3 separate regions of the Pan troglodytes genome follow, and all the other regions are linked to region 3. Evidence: chromatin contacts called from public HiChIP or PLAC-seq data. All regions are on one chromosome and are shown on one strand. Each heading gives the region's core, a stretch centred on a gene start, on an enhancer-like site or on the middle of the called end of the contact. The rest is flanking DNA. Distances are from core to core; before and after follow the strand shown.

Region 1 (3,435 bases), core at 150-2,649, 370 kb before region 3:
GGCAGGGGCTGCATGGGCGTGCCGAGGGGGCGCACACCGGCCCTAGGGAGGGGCGGGCCCGAGACCCCGGCGAGGAGCACCGGGTGCGGGCGCGGCCTCCCCTCCCGGGTCTCCCCCTACAGTCCCCCCACTCCCGCCCACGGGTCCCCTCGCTCCCAGCCGTCGGGTCAGCCCTGTCCGGACCTTCTGGAATTGCTGAACACGCGGGGGGCCCGGCTGGGTTTGTTCATTTATGGAAACGCTCCCCAGACGACGCTCGCCGGGCCCGTGGGAGGCGGCGGGAGCTTGGGGGGACTTCCCAGCGCCTGAGCCCCCTAGCGATGCGCGGGGTGGGCAGGGGAAGACCCTGAGGGCTGCGCGCGCTGCGTTCGCGAGGTCCGGCCGTCAGTGCGCCCCGACCTTTCAGTGTCCGCCAGGCCTAAGACGCCTCGGGAGGGAAGGGGCGATCCTCCGGGCACCAACAGCCCCCTCCGGCCTTCTCCTTCCCTCTGTTGCCCCAGCGGAAACTGGATGTGTGAAGGTTGAGCCTCATCAAAACCTCCAAATAGTCACCACTTTTGGGAAAGAAAAACTTTGAAAATGAAGGAGAAAGGCAAAGCAACCCCCACCCCGCCCTCCCCCCGCCACAGGAAAGAAGCAAAAGGAAATACCTAGGTGGTGGTCATAAGTCTAGCTTTTGGTCTCGGAATTTTTTTTTTTCCTTAACCGCTTTTCTTTTTAAGTGAACTAACCACAACCCAGAGTAGAAAACACTCCAAAGCTGCCGAATTCAAACCCAGCGAGCCTTCCTGTTGGTTGGTTCTGTGTTTTACTTAAATGTGATTACTTCCTTCCCTTGCCCACCTCCCGCAACTTTAAATTCCAGCCTTTCCAAGACAGGGCAATTCAGAAGTCCTGGGTTTAACTCACCTATCTTGACTTGACGTTAACTTTTATCCTGATTGATTGGATTCCAGAATAATTGTGAAAATGGAATTTCGGCTAAACTTTCCCAACTACAGACTTGATATTTTACTATTTTATCACTTCAGGAGTAGACATTAAAAAACATATGCCTAAGAAAATGGAATAAAAATGGGACTCAGATTCACATCCATTTATTTTTATTATTAAGAGAGAACAAGAGGCCGGGCGCGGTGGCTCACGCCCGTAATCCCAGCACTTTGGGAAGCCGAGGCAGGTGGATCACGAGGTCAAGAGATCGAGACCATCCTGGCTAGCACGGTGAAACACCGTCTCTACTAAAAATACAAAAAATTAGCCGGGCGTGGTGGCGGGCGCCTGTAGTCCCAGCTACTCAGGATACTGAGGCAGGAGAATGGCGTGAACCCGGGAGGTGGAGGTTGCAGTGAGCCGAGATCGCGCCACTGCACTCCAGCCTGGGCGACAGAGTGAGGCTCGTCTCAAAAAAAAAAAAAAAAAAGAACAAGAAAGTATTTATAATCTAGCTGGACGTGGTGGCTCATGCCTGTAATCCCAACACTTTCAGAGGTTGAGGCGAGCAGATCACTTTAGGTGAGGAGTTTGAGACCAGCCTGGCCAACATGGTGAAACTGTCTCTACTAAAAATACAAAAATTAGCTGGGCATGCTCACTTGAACCCAGGAGGTGGAGGTTGCAGTGAGCCGAGATCACGCCACTGCACTCCAGCCTGGGCAACAGAGCTGGACTCTGTCTCAAAAAAAAAAAAAAAAAAAAGAAAAGAAAAGAAAAGAAAAGAGAGAGAGAAGAGAGGAGAGACAGAGAGGGAAAAGAAAAAGAAGAGAAAAAAAATGAGGCTGTAATCCCAGCACTTTGGGAGGCTGACCCGAGCGGATCACTTCAGGTCAGGAGTTCGAGACCAGCCTGGCCAATATGATGAAACCCTGTCTCTACTACAAATACAAAAATTAGCCGGGCATGGTGAAGAGCACCTGTAGTCCTAGCTGCTCGGGAGCCTGAGGCAGGAGAGTCACTTGAACCCGGTAGGCGGAGGTTGCAGTGAGCCGAGATCGCACCACTGTACTCCAGCCTGGGCAACCAAAGAGACTCCGTCTCAAAAACAAAACAAAACAAACAAACAAACAAACAAAAAATAAGGAAAAAGCAAAAAGAAAAGAAAAGAAAAAAAAATTTTAAAAAGAAAGTATTTATGATCCCCCTGCCTTTTTTTTTTTTGAGACGAAGTCTTGCTCTGTTGCACAGGCTGTAGTGCAGTGGCCGGATCTCTGCTCACTGCAACCTCCGCCTCCTGGGTTCAAGTGATTCTTCTGCTTCAGGCTCCTGAGCAGCTGGGATTACAGGCGCGCACCACCACATCCGGCTAATTTTTGTATTTTTAGTAGAGACAGGGTTTCACCATGTTCGCCAGGCTGGTTTTGAACTCCTGACCTCAGGTAATCCACCTGCCTTGGCCTCCCTAAGTGCTGGGATTACAGGCGTAAGCTACCGTGCCTGGCCTCTCCCCCCCTTTTTTTTGATGTGCCATCTTAACCATCCAGGTGTAGGATGTGGGGCCAAACACAGATGTCATTTGGGTGCGCTAAGTCCACAGATGTGTCTCGTTTGGAAGCTATTGATATAAGTTTTTAAGAAAACAAATCTCATCTTGAAACTCTTTAAACCCCAAAGAACAACAGCATTTAGAGGCAAACAAGATTTTTCTTGAGTTCACTCAGTTTAATCATTTAAAGGAAAACATGTTTTGCTTCTGCCGAAATAGAAGCTAGTCACGTGACTCACGTTTAAATATATCCACAGCTCCCTGCGTTCACCTCCCAGGGCAACCAATTTTTCTGGCCACTCTTGATTCCAACACTGTTTCCCAAAACTTGTCATTAGCTCCGCTTCAGCGGGAGGAATGCCAGAGCCAGCATTCTTTCCACTTTGAGAGAACATTTTAAAATCTGCTACATTTGTAGACCTGGCTTCCATCAAATATGCTGAAAACCCAGATTGATTTTATTAGAAGCTTCCCATAATAAGCAAACAACCTAAAAGCTTTCCGCATGACTAATGTCCCTAAGATCGTCTCTAAAAATAAATAAGAATTTTTGTCCGAAAGAGTTAGCAACGTCTCAGGAATATTGGAGAATTGAAATGGGGTGTAATCCTTCTTAAGAAAATATCTGGCAGTCACACCTGCAGCTGAAGGATTCTTTTATGCGGTGATAGTGCTCGTGGGTGCTGGTGATGGTGGGTGGAAGGTGAAGCCCAGTTTGGGAACTCTCTGCTTAACTCTGGGAAAATAGAACTTCCTTTCCTTAAACAAATTAAACCCTGGAAGAGGACTACAGTTGGTGATACTTTTTGGAAGGACTCGGGCACCCGAACGATGTTTTCCTTGGTTTCAGGAATAGCCAGGCATCTACTGCAGATGAAGCCAGTTCCTCCCACCACGACTCGTGGACCAGTCATTACAATAGCCTGCCAAACCAACCCACCTTTCAAAACCCC
Region 2 (3,628 bases), core at 925-3,424, 330 kb before region 3:
CCAGGAATCCCGACGCTTAGGGAGGCGGAGGGAGGATCGCTAGAGACCAGCCTGGGCAAACAAGCGAGACCCTCGTCTGTTTACTTAAATAAAACCAAAAAAACGAGCACCGAGGGAAAAAGGAGTGAATCCCGGGGCTAGCAGCAGCCTGCGGCGGGCGCTCTCCCGGGAGTGGCTGCACCGCCCGACCCCCCCGGAGGCGGAACCGCCCGCATTGCCGCGTGGCCCTGGGCGCCGCCACCTCCTCCGCAGCGGGGCAAAGTTGCCGGACCTGGGGGGAGGAGGGCCACGCCGAGATGACTCAGGTTTAGCGCGGGAGGGGGGGATGGCGACTTCACCCGGCCTCTAACAACACGTACGCATCTTTCGGCGTCTTCTACAATGGCTATGTTAATTACGTGGCCAGGAACTAAACTATCAATGAAGCCACCTCTGACTACTTCAGTTACAGTGAGTTTAACAGGAGCAAAAAAGCACGTGGCGCCCTAGGGCAACCGAAACGAGGGTTTTAGACGCTGATTATGGGAAATTGAAATCTGAGTTGAGTATGAGATGACACCAATAAATTATAATTTTGTTAGATAATAGCTTTATCAGCCATAAAGTAATCAATAAAAATACCAATTTCCTGGAGATGGATGCTTTAGTGTGTTTGGGCTGAAAATGGCAATGAATGGCTAGTTGCTTTAAACAAATCATGGTACACCAAAGTTTTAGTTGTGGCTTTGTGTAAGGAATGTGATGGGCACTTATTCCTGCAACACGAGAATACTTTGATTTACAAGTCCGTAGTACTTTTAAGAAATGAGAGAAACAGACCTAGGTGGGGAGGGTACCTGTCCCACCCCACCCTCTTTAAAGTATCTTATCTACAAAAGGCTTTGTGAACAAAAAAGTCCCGGGTCTCTCTCAATAACAGCCCTGAGCGCAGCTGTTGAAGCTTTCTCAGGTTAATGATTTCTTTCTTGGATCTTAAAGTTTCTTTCTCTTCCTTTATTTTTGGCATTTTGCCCGTTGCAGGGCCTGGCAAATCAGAAAGCCACATAGAAAATTAAATGAAAGCTATTGCTAAGTTCCAGTCTCTACACCAGTGGAGTTTTCAAACTCCTCTTCAGCATATTTGACGCCCAATGAGTAGTACATTAATTCCTAGTCCTAAAATCATTCTGTGAACTTTCTCCCAGGAATTTTTGCTCAGTTTGCAATTAAAACAACTTTTTTTCTTCTCTTTTTAATGGCAGAGGCGGGGTCTCACTATGTTGCCCAGGCTGGTCTCCAGCTCCTGGCCTCAAACAATCCTCCTGCCTCGGCCTCCCAAAGTGCTGGGATTACAGGCGTGAGCTACCGCGCCCAGCCACAGTTTGCAATTCTTAAGGCAAGGGTGACAATAGGGGACAGGGGTCTGACAGAAGACAGGATTTCTGTGGAAAACTGCACCAAGGGCCTTCTCTCCATGTCCTGTAGTTTGAAAGTTTACAAAGGACTGCACATTTTACATGAGTCATCTCAACGAACGCTCTCCTCACCGCATTAACAGCCCACGCGATTACGAGTCCCATTTTACTCACGGGGACACCGAATCTGTAAGAAGCCTGGTCGCTTGTCCCAGCAAAACGAGCCGCGGGGCTCAGCGGCCCTAACTTTTAGGCTGTAGGGTCCTCGCCGACCACCCCGCCAAAATGTCAGGCCTCGGGGCCCTTGCACCCCCACCCCAGGGACACGGATCGAAAGGGTCGCAGCAACGCCTCCCCCGCACCCAGGAGCGTTTTCCAGGCCTTTGCACCAACCTCGTTGGCTAAGACCCCTGCCCGGCGGCGGCCCGGCTGGGAGGAGGTGCTTTCGGGAGGCGGGGCCGCGGCCCGGGGATCCTCTCGCGCCCGCGGGCTCCAATCGCTGCGCCTCACGCAATCCTAAACGGTTCCCGGGCGAACCGGGGCCCGCGCGCGCCAAGGCCGCCGAGACCCTCAGGGGCTGCGGCCCTGGTCCCGTGGGACCTGTGGGGGCCTGGGCGGCGGCGCCCTCGACCCAGCCAGCGGACGGGCCGGGGGGGGGGAACCGGGAGGTCCCGGGGGGCGTCCACGGGGGTGTACCCGGGGGTCTCCGGAAGGCGCCGGCGGAGGCTCCCGCGCTGCGCTTGAAAATCGCGCGCGGCCCCGCGGCCAGCCTGGGTAGGGGCAAGGCGCAGCCAATGGGAAGGGTCGGAGGCATGGCACAGCCAATGGGAAGGGCCGAGGCACCAAAGCCAATGGGAAGGTCCGGGAGCGCGCGGCGCGGGAGATTTAAAGGCTGCTGGAGTGAGGGGTCGCCCGTGCACCCAGCCCCAGCCGTCCTGTCCTGGCCGCTCGCTCTGCTTCGCTGCGCCGCCACTATGCTCTCCCTCCGTGTCCCGCTCGCGCCCATCACGGACCCGCAGCAGCTGCAGCTCTCGCCGCTGAAGGGGCTCAGCTTGGTCGACAAGGAGAACACGGTGAGCGCGCGGGGAGGGCGCTGCGGGCAGGGGAGGGAGGCAGGGAAAGCGAAGCCGCCGCTCACTCACGCGTCTCCCCGCAGCCGCCGGCCCTGAGCGGGACCCGCGTCCTGGCCAGCAAGACCGCGAGGAGGATCTTCCAGGAGCCCGCGGAGCCGGTGAGTGGCGGGCGTGGGGCAGAGGGGCCAGGGACGGCCTTGGGCGTCTTGGCGCCAAAGCCGCATTGTTTCCTCAGCTGTTCACACTCCCGCGCCGGCTCCTTTCCCGCCTAGGCGGCCCCTCCCCAGGGCGGCCTCCCGCGCCCCTCGGCCCATTTCCCGGTTCGGGCGTGCGCTCCTCTGCTGCGACCCACGGAGTGCGACGGGACAGCCACGTTTTCACATCGGGCCCCGTGAAATTGCCGCCAATGGAAAGGACTTGGTCCAGAAAAACGTTCGTTTCATATGGTTCGCCCGGTACTTAAATGTTTTATTTTCTCCCCCAACAGAAAAGTAAAGCAGCTGCCCCCGGCGTGGAGGATGAGCCGCTGCTGAGAGAAAACCCCCGCCGCTTTGTCATCTTCCCCATCGAGTACCATGATATCTGGCAGATGTATAAGAAGGCAGAGGCTTCCTTCTGGACCGCCGAGGAGGTAATCGGAGGACCCCAGAAGACCCCTGCAGGGGTGACCGTGACGCCTCAGACATAAATGCACTTGGAGGTTCCCGTTGGCAAGGGGGGCTAACTGTGGGGCATAGTGAGTGGTGCCAGCATACTTAAAGTCTGAGTGCTCAGTGTGAGTCCTGTAGGCTTTACTCTCTTCCTTTTGTGCTAAAATTGTGACTTCCGAACCTCAGGTGGACCTCTCCAAGGACATTCAGCACTGGGAATCCCTGAAGCCCGAGGAGAGATATTTTATATCCCATGTTCTGGCTTTCTTTGCAGCAAGCGATGGCATAGTAAATGAAAACTTGGTGAGTTTCCAAAACATCTTTCATTCATTTGACGTTGACGATCTGAGGTCGAACTAGTTCGCTTTCCTCGTCTTGTACGTTTTTCCATGCTGAGTGCATCTGTGTGTGTAAGCTGGGTTTTATATTACATGGCATTTCCTGTTTTGTAACACTTTGCAGGTCTTTCTTATGGTATTTTCCTGACTCTAGAGAAGCTGAGACAATATTA
Region 3 (3,444 bases), core at 13-2,512:
CTCTCGTATTTGCTTAGCTATGAGAATAATTTGGGGCTAACTTCACCAGTAAGAAAAACAAGCAAGAACATCACTCTAGTAACAATAAAAGCCACTGTATTTTGCTTTCATCAAATGTGGCACCTTGTGAACCAGCTTTCTTAAAATTATTTATTTTAACCTTTAAAAATTTCTGCCAGGTAGAGCTTTCTTCTTTTCCACTGTGCAACCCACTTCAGTGCCAGCAGCCTACGGGCACAGAGGCCAGGCAATGGTTCGGGGACACAGTTTGCTCTGGCATGGGGTACTATGACAGGCCCAGGGTGACGGGCCTGTCATAAATCCAAACCCATGCATAGAATTTGCTTTAAAGCTCTATCTATTGTGACTGCTTGGCATTGTCAACCTCCGAAGTTGCCTAAATCACCCCTCGGAGAAGGGAAGAGAGTAACAACGCTAGCAAAACCATTTTTGTTACAGACATGGTTATATATTTTTGTTTATATGAAGAATATTTACAATTTAATAATAAATAGGCTCATGCAGTCACGAACTGGGTCATTTAAGGCCTTATTAAATATTTTTAAGGCAGTGTTCAGGCCTAAACTTGGAAAGTTTTGATTTCTTTTTAATACGCCAACACTTTTTTGCTTTTCTGTATCTTTTAAGGCGTTACTTAAGTAACTTACTTAAATATACTTTACTGAAGAACACCTTTCGGTCTTTCTGTAACAGCTAAGTTACTTAAAATGGTCAATCAATTAGCACAAGAGGATAATGTTAGAAGAGATAGGGGCTAATTCAAACAAACTTTGAAAAAAATTTCACAAATCAATTAAAGTCTGCCCAATTTTATGTTTAAACAAAGTCAGCCAACACATTCTTTGTCCTCCCCAGACATTCCTGAGAGGTTCTGCCTTCTACACTTTCACCAATTATTTCGACTTCGCAAACAGCACAATCAGCCTTTTCTGCAAACCTTAGGGCTGTCTCCCCTGTGTATGTCCGTTCATCTAAGCCAAGCTTTTCCGAAATCACCGAGTCATTCACAGTCCTTAAATAAACACCTCTAAGTCATGGCCGAGCATCTAATATCACAGCTACTACAGCAAGACTATCTTAGCTCTACCCACTCTCGCGGGTTTCCAAATTGGTGTCATCTGCTCTGTAGACACAGCGAAAATAAAAACTGGAAGGAAACTGAAGGCGCCAAGGCCGGGGCCCGCTCGTCTGTACCAAGGCGAGCCCGGGCTCTGCGCCCCTGCACCTGCTGCGCGGCCGCCAGGGCCTCCCCAACGGCTCCCCGGCCAGCGCGCGGCCGCCGACGGGTTGGGAAAGAGGCCGGCGCGGGGCCGCAGGGTCTCCGGGTGGGTCTCCCCTAGGCCCCTCCAGCCCCGAGCTGTGAAGACGGGGGCAGAACGAGGCGCCCGAATCACCCTTATCCAGCCGCGGGAGAACCCCGGGCCGGGAGGAAGCGGCGCCTCAAGGTCGTGGCCCGCTCGGCGACCACGTGTCTCCGCAGGCCGGCGAGGCGCGCCGCACACGTGCCCGGTGCCCGGGACCCGGGGCCCGCAGCCCGCCCCGGCTCCCGCCCTCGCTCCCTCCCTTCCTCCGCGGCCGGGGAGTCCCTCACCTCAGAGCGCCCAGGCGCCGCAGGCCAGCCCCATGGGGAAGCGCAGACGCCGGAGCCTGAGTCGCAGCCGCAGGAGCGCTCGGCCGCCCCCGCCGCGCCCGTCAGCGCCTGGCTCCCGCCCGCCGGAGACGCCGGCCCGAGGTGGCGCCGGAGCTGCTGGCAGAGGGGCGGCGGGCGGCGGCGGCGGCGGCTACAGGAGGGACTGACAAAGCCCCACGGCGCGCCGCTTCCTACTTATAGCACCGGCGGGTCGCCATGGAGACGCACCAGCTCAAACCAGCCACGATCGGTTCCGGCCGGGACACCGCCGGGGGAGGGGCGGGGGCCCGACGGTGGCCAACCCGGGCCCGCGCGGAGCTGGTGGGGCGCCGGCGGGCCGACGTCAGCCGAGCCGAGCACCGCCTGCCCCACGCGTGGCCCCCGCCCCCGGCTTCGCGCCCCGCCCTCCCCGCCCTGCGGCCGCCTCGCCCCGCCCCGCCCTGCGGCGGTCGCGCCCGCCTGGAACTGGTCCGCGCACGCGCACGACGCCGCAGGCCCCGGCCCCCGCCCGCGGCAGCTGAACGGCAGAGCCTGTAGCTGCACAGCTGTGCTTACACCTGGCGTTCAGTACCTCGTGCCCGAGAGCGGAAAAGGGAAATCGCGAGCGGAGGACCGATGTGCTGGCCACGTGGGCCCCGCCGGGCCTACTCCGGACCCTGCTGCCGCCCATTGCTCCGGTGCAAGGGACCTGGAAGTGATCCCGGTGCCGCTCTGCTCCCACCAGCTAGGGAGCAGAGGCGCGGGAGGGAAGGGGCATCCCGGGGGTCGCCAGCACGCTGCGGGCAGGGCTAGCAGCCGCCTCCACGCCCCCGCGCTGGAAGCCTCGTCTTTGTAACATCGAGGTATCCTGTAACTAGATGGGTCCTGGCCTGCGGAGGTAGTTTCCCCTGTGAAGCCAGGGACTCAGCCAGGAGCGTGAGGGGAGCCGGATCCTGAGTCTCCAAGCCGCCCACTACCCTCTGCTTTACCGGATGGAACTCATCAGTAACTAGGTATCTTTAAGGGCGGCTCCCTGGCGCGCTCTGAGAGTTACGGAAGTCCCAAAATGCTTTGACCGAAAACGTCTAAACAGTGAATACATAAAGCAAAAAGCCGCGTGGGAAATTCGAGTCCCTAGGAGCGCCCAGGGGACGCCTCTGGGGGTGGACTGCCACTCACTCCAGGCCACGCTGGAATGCCCGCACCAGGGAGGCACTGGACTTGAATTGGGGACACTTTTTTTTTTTTTTTCATTTTTACCTTTCATTCCCTTTTGGACAATCCAGACAGGATATGTCTCTCCCTAGGGTGGGGATTTCGACTCCCTAGGGTGGGAGTACAGCCGATGAAGAGTTAAGGAGAGGAGAGGGTAGATCTAGATCTAGCCCTGGGTGGGTGGGGGCGGGGTTGGAGGAGCTCAGAGCACTGGCCCAGCGCTGCCCCCAACTTGCTGTGTGCTCTTGGATAAGTTATCTCCCTTCTCTGGGCTTCAGATAACGAACCCAAGGATCCTTACGTATCTTTATAGCTACAAAGCCCTGTGAGGTTTTGAAAAACTTCCTTGGTACCCAAAACCAGGTCTGAGGCACAGTCAGTGAATACCTGTTTAATGAATGCATGCATGAATGAATGAATGGATGATCCAGCTCTTCCTGGAGCAGGCACGACTTCCACAGAAACGGAGCAAACGCGAGCCGTAAGCAGAAGTGAGTCTTCTTCCTATGTGAAGGGATGTGGGGGTGGTACGCCCCTATCAACTTTATCTTTACATAGTCCTTGAGCGCCCACCGGGCACCGTGTTCCCCCGACTAGAG

The links. HiChIP or PLAC-seq counts read pairs in DNA pulled down with a chosen protein or histone mark.
Region 1: a contact with region 3 is called in an H3K4me3 HiChIP or PLAC-seq map of stem cell-derived excitatory neurons, with 5 times the contacts expected there. The contact joins the promoter of CYS1 here to the promoter of ODC1 in region 3. A contact is called at or near these places in 3 of 7 Hi-C or Micro-C datasets (blood, induced pluripotent stem cells and stem cell-derived neural progenitor cells) and 1 of 1 datasets of contacts at active chromatin or transcription factors (stem cell-derived excitatory neurons).
Region 2: a contact with region 3 is called in an H3K4me3 HiChIP or PLAC-seq map of stem cell-derived excitatory neurons, with 7 times the contacts expected there. The contact joins the promoter of RRM2 here to the promoter of ODC1 in region 3. A contact is called at or near these places in 2 of 7 Hi-C or Micro-C datasets (lymphocytes and stem cell-derived neural progenitor cells) and 1 of 1 datasets of contacts at active chromatin or transcription factors (stem cell-derived excitatory neurons).

Annotation. Positions count from the first base shown.
Region 1 is chr12:112,788,300-112,791,734 of NHGRI_mPanTro3-v2.0_pri, reverse strand. CYS1 (cystin 1) reads right to left here and starts at 1,399. Exons shown (of 3, transcript XM_001155543.6): 1 at 1-1,399.
Region 2 is chr12:112,745,208-112,748,835 of NHGRI_mPanTro3-v2.0_pri, reverse strand. It overlaps RRM2 (ribonucleotide reductase regulatory subunit M2), which reads left to right and starts at 2,174. Exons shown (of 12, transcript XM_063790117.1): 1 at 2,174-2,467; 2 at 2,551-2,625; 3 at 2,955-3,098; 4 at 3,304-3,420. The coding sequence starts at 2,189. It overlaps LOC107972466 (a long non-coding RNA gene), which reads right to left and starts at 1,899. Exons shown (of 3, transcript XR_001715119.3): 1 at 1,788-1,899.
Region 3 is chr12:112,413,306-112,416,749 of NHGRI_mPanTro3-v2.0_pri, reverse strand. ODC1 (ornithine decarboxylase 1) reads right to left here and starts at 1,262. Exons shown (of 12, transcript NM_001279911.1): 1 at 1,113-1,262. It overlaps LOC112208261 (small nucleolar RNA SNORA42/SNORA80 family), which reads right to left and starts at 334; the gene lies at 199-334.